Linked DNA regions of Danio rerio: region 2 is linked to region 1. A link is a contact called in public HiChIP or PLAC-seq data. All regions are on one chromosome and are shown on one strand. Each heading gives the region's core, a stretch centred on a gene start, on an enhancer-like site or on the middle of the called end of the contact. The rest is flanking DNA. Distances are from core to core; before and after follow the strand shown.

The links. HiChIP or PLAC-seq counts read pairs in DNA pulled down with a chosen protein or histone mark.
Region 2: an H3K4me3 HiChIP or PLAC-seq map of embryo shows a contact between it and region 1, with 6 times the contacts expected there. The contact joins the promoter of rdh12 here to the promoter of cimip5 in region 1. A contact is called at or near these places in 1 of 18 Hi-C or Micro-C datasets (caudal fin) and 2 of 4 datasets of contacts at active chromatin or transcription factors (embryo and gastrula embryo).

What each region holds. Positions count from the first base shown.
Region 1 is chr13:36,344,094-36,346,793 of GRCz12tu, reverse strand. cimip5 (ciliary microtubule inner protein 5) reads left to right here and starts at 1,442. Exons shown (of 4, transcript NM_001327781.1): 1 at 1,442-1,553; 2 at 1,660-1,903; 3 at 2,264-2,303. The coding sequence starts at 1,674. It overlaps LOC141377030 (a long non-coding RNA gene), which reads right to left and starts at 1,719. Exons shown (of 3, transcript XR_012388819.1): 1 at 1,040-1,719; 2 at 851-959.
Region 2 is chr13:36,493,534-36,496,233 of GRCz12tu, reverse strand. rdh12 (retinol dehydrogenase 12) reads right to left here and starts at 1,302. Exons shown (of 7, transcript NM_001002325.2): 1 at 1,153-1,302. The coding sequence starts at 1,232. vti1b (vesicle transport through interaction with t-SNAREs 1B) reads left to right here and starts at 2,051. Exons shown (of 6, transcript NM_201036.1): 1 at 2,051-2,281. The coding sequence starts at 2,185.

The DNA of each region.
Region 1 (2,700 bases), core at 193-2,692:
CCTATTACAATTAACAATGGAATCAAAAGGTCAAAACATCTGACAGCATCTGAAAATTGCTTATTTTCTATTAGTATTAGATTTTGAATAAGGTGGTTGTTTTATGATTAACTGCAAAATCTACTTTATTGTATTTGCATGTATTTGTTTCTAACATCCCAGCCATATGCTTCATTAACAAAACAGGCTTAAACTATATAAGTAAACTATTCTCCAAACAGCTGGAAAAAACTACAACTTTTAAAACTAATTAAATGGATAGTTCACCCAAACATTTAAATTCTGTCATCCTTTACTCACCCTTAAAAAAGGTAAGTCCCCATATATTTCATCTTAATATATTTTATCTTAATTTGGATGTTCTCTATCTGATGTCGATATTTCCATTAGGTGTGCAGAATTGGAACCAACTGACTCACTGCAGGTACAACATCACCTGAACCCCGAGCAGAAGTCAGAACTACTGTCACAGTGAATCACAGGCTTTACTGAACTCAGATAAATTATTTAACACTGTGACACTGTATGTGAACTTAGTTCAGCCCACAGTTCAGAAAGAGAAAGAAAGGAACTATTCTCTAAAAATATGCCAGGGAAAAACTGTTAACACAGAACATTTACTTAAAGACTCAGAATTAAAATGACATGCTTAAAATTTCTCTTTTTTTTCTTCTCTCTCTCTCTCTCTCTCTCTCTCTCATTTACATTTGTGTGATTAGGCTGCTGCAAATTAACTTTAGCAAACAAAATATGGAGTATACCGCCCCCTTGAGGTCCATAGGAAAACAAAAAAGGCAATATTAAAAGGAGAACTCACTCGACAATATTACAACTCTCAAAATTGACTCACCCTCTACTTCTTTCAAACCTGTTGTTTTTCCCCTTCAGTTGAGCACAAAATAAGATGTTTTGAAGAATGTTGCAAACCGCTAGCAGTTGACATCCATGGTCATTTCTTTCTATGGATGTCAGTCTGATTAGATTTTTCTTCAAAATATGTTTGTTTGGGAATGTCCAGAAACATTCACCTCACTTTTACCTTCTGTGTGGATGAATCTTCTCAGAAGACATTTCTTTGTGCCTTTGCGTTTTTTATCAGTGAACTGGAAGTGTCTAAAACTGATGCTTTGGATGAATTAATAGCTACAGACTTCATCATGGTTGAGCTGCTGTTAGTCTGCCGCATGTTCTGATGTCATTATAAGGACCAATAGTAAGTTTTCCTCCTTAAATGTTTGTGTTAGAACGTTCTGAATGAAGAGAGCTGTCCTGTTAAAATGCCTGCTTGTACTCTTATGTCACCAGACTCTCAGTCTTTGTCTTTTGTGATACTAATTTGCTGTCATTGTAAGAGCGGATGTCTAGCCTCCTCGTGAATTAACAAAAGCTCAGAGAGGGTGTCCCAGCATCGGCCGCTGTCTCCCGGGGAAACAGCCCGGGTAAACAAGAGAGAATCTCCGCGCAACCGGCGGCGGTGGCGGCAGCAGCGCTCGTGTTGTGATTGCTGGGAAAATTGGCGCGCGCAACACTTTTATCCTCCTCAGAACAAGACGGTGAGGTTTGCTAAAAATATTAATTCAGAACTTTGTTAATTGACCAAAATATAGAAATGCACTTCACCCTGGCTTAGCTAATAAATGGTAATATTTGATTTACGAGCTAAGGACTGAGAGATGGATAGAAAAGGAAACGTGCGGCGCGCCACTTCGGCTGGCTACCGTTTACCGGACAGACCAAACGGTCCTCTCGCCTCTCAGTCCTCAGTCTCAGTGTTCAGGCATTCAGCGGGCAGGACAAGAAACGGTGAGACACCGGCGCAAAACGAGGACAGTCGAGATCCTGTAAAGCAGGACCAGGTTTGGAGAGAGTTTGTGCGCGCGGAGCGATCCGGCGTGAAGGAATGGTAAGAATGCGAATATTACTCTCTTTCGTAGAAATATAATGCATTTACCGGTTTGTTACTCGCTTTCCCTGAAGTACCGTAGCTAATCTTTTCTTTCAACCTCTTAAATGTGCCATTGTTTGACCCGTTATTTGATACGGGATAGATTGTGGTTGACCAGGCGCCCCCTGGACGGTGTGTGTTACGCTTACTCATCTCCTGTTCTTAACCAACTGTATATACAGCCGGGCTTACTGTACACAAAACCACTGTCAAATGATAAAACCACAACAGTTTTGCTTCTTAATAATTGATGTCATAGTGTCGCTTGGTGATATGAAAATATCATGTTGTAAAACGCTAAATGCCGTTTAATCACAGGGAGAAGAACTGGAGTTTCCTGATGAACTTTGACCAGCTGGTAAGAAACCCCTGACTCTTTAGCAATCACTCAACTCTGTTGCTGACAGATTTTCTTCTCTATATAGAATAAAAAAAATGATTACATCTATAATTAATACATATATAAAAGATGAATTTCAAAATATCATTAAAATGTTATATCAGGACTGCCAATTGATTAAACTTGTTGTGAAAGTAAGCATATACAGTTTATATTATTTAATGTTTCTTTGCATAATTTGCAATATCCAGCTAAATAAAAAATGGTTTATTGAAGCAACAGCTTGAAGGACATCCACAAACCTTTTTTCAAACTACATCTTGGTGACTCTCTGAAAAAGGACTTTTTTTTAGACTCAAAGGAGATGATAACCAGAGTCCATCTATTAATACATTTATATGTGCAACTGAAAAAA
Region 2 (2,700 bases), core at 53-2,552, 150 kb before region 1:
CACCTTAGCTGAACTACTGGTGTTTAGCATCTCTTAACTGACATCTTTAAAAAACACTTTCAGATACCCATGATGATGCATTAAACGTGCATATTGATCATTGATTAATAACAACTGAATATTCATCATTAAACAAATAGATATGGGGTGGCGCAGTGGGTAGCACTGCTGCATCACAGCAAGAAGGTCACTGGTTCGAGCCTCGGCTGTGCCAGTAGGCATTTCTGTGAAGAGTTTGGATGTTCTCCCCGTATTGGTGTGGGTTTCCTGCAGGTGCTCCGGTTTTCCCTACAGGTCCAAAGACATGTGGTATATGTGAATTGGGTAAGCTGAACTTTCCGTAGTGTATGTGTGTGAATGAGTGTGTATGGGTGTTTCTCAGTGATAGGTTGCAGCTGGAAGGACATCCACTGCGTACAACATGCTGGATAAATTGGTGGTTCATTCCGCTGTGGTGACCCCAGATTAATAAAGGGACTAAGCCGAAAAAAAAATTAATAAATGAATGATAAAAACTCAACATAAACATTACAATTTAATAACAACCATCTGCATATAGTCTACATTGAATTATTTTATGTAACTGACGAAGGACAGTTAAACTCGAGGTGTAACTCCGCCTCATCACATCGGGTGTGCTTTATTTTCTAGTATATTTCTTGTTCATCCATCCAGCATGCCTGTCAAGACACTCGTCCCACGCAGAAAGCGATCGCCAATCCATCAGAGCCAATGAAGCAGCGCGGTTAGCAGAGGGGCGGGGTGGCTCCGCCTATACTGTCATTCTATTGGTCGATTTCTGGAGCAGATCATGTCAAGTGGAGGCGGGTCCGCAACGGGACAACCTTAATCAATATCCAGCGCGTTCTACATCCAAATAATAAAAGCATTGTTGATGCGTAATGTAACGTAATGTAGATTACGTAGAAATTCGAGTTCAGATGTGATCGTTTAATACCATTACAGGACCCTGCACGGGGCTGTACGCTTCAGTGGTGGCTGTGGTTTCTGCTTTAGTCTTTTACATCATGTTTTCATCCCAACTGGACACTGTGCTCGTTTCACCACAGATTGAATGTATTGCTAGTATAGTCGTTCATCATATCATAATGTCATTTTCATATCTCTCATGCTATAAACGACATGACTTACCTGATCTGAGGAGAAAGCAGCCTTAAAATCAGCGCGACGAGCCCTAAACCCGCCGCGAACGCCACGAGCGCGAGCATCATGACACTGCTGCTGCTGCTGTAACTGTACTGTACTCCAGTCTGTCTCTGTCCGTCCGAATGTGTTCAGCAGCCTCCCACTCACATCTACAGCTGTGCTCCCGGGGAATGATGGGATTGTAGTTTTCATTGTCTGCACCTGCACAAAAATGTTTCCTGAATGGTCATTAATTTGTTGCTGAAAATGATTGTAAATATTTTATTATTAAATATTATATTTGCAATAAACTACATGCTGTTTTATTGACATGTGTTGGGCCTTATTTTAATTATTGATATGTAGTAATAATGTATTTTTTCCTTCGCGTGTTTGTGTGAGAAAGTTTGCAGTATGCAACAACAAATAGAAAACAACAAAATGAATATAATTTAAAGTGAAATTGAAACTGAATAGTTTTTATCGTACAGCGTATCAAATATTATAGAGTGAATTATAGTACTATTAAGTCATTTATGTAAATGAATAGCAAATATGTAGGTAATATTTATTATGTCAGCTAAACTTTAATTGTTCGACGATTATATTTACGAAACAGATTAATTTGGGTTTTCCTAAAAATATGAACTACAACTCCCACACTGTATTTATGATGCGAGCTGTCTACATATTTGCTACGTTTAATTGAAGTCTACTTTTGTATCATTTTTCAAAAATGAAGTGCATTAAAATTTTAATTAAGCATACACATATTAATATAGAGCTGTTTTAGATGTTTAAAATTTTAAAACAGCCTTTAAGATTTTAATCTGCATTCTTGTTTGCAGGCAAAATCAAGACCGCCTATCATCACGAGGTCCAACACGGAAGCGTGAGCTGCAGTCCCGAGGATTTTGTTATTGCCCGAGAAGCTGATTTTTCCCTATTGTTTCGTACCACAACAGACTTCAAATTTTCGCTCTTTTATTCTGTTGTCATTTATTTTGTTTATTTGCTTTAGACTTCGTTTGTTCCACTATGTCTTCAGAGGAGTTTGAAAAGCTGCATGAGATGTATAAATCTCTGTATGACGAAGTGAAGTTGATGCCAGAACGGGTGCAGAAGAGCCAGGGAGGTGAATAAACTCTTTATACTGTATTATACGTTAACAAGACTGTGCGAATGAACTGCTTTCATCAGTGAATAGTCATTAACTTATTTTGAGTACTGTCATTAGAGATTTTCCAAACACTCCTGATATTGTAGCTGTGGATGAAGTATCGAGATTATGGAATTAGGCTGCTGTTCAGAAAAAAATGCTAAAATATCAACCATTAACAAACGCTTTGAAAGTGTGTGGCTATAGTTTTTTTAATCCACGGGAGTCTAGGACACGTTCATAAACTGGGTGCGAGGATTACAAATTGCTGGCTCAGTAAGAAAGACTGAGTCTAAACAAATTGCCATATACACTGCTTTGTGTCTGCAGTAAAAATGCAGTCTGCATATTTGGAAAAGACGATGTCATCTCTATCCCTAATTTGCAGAAGTGAG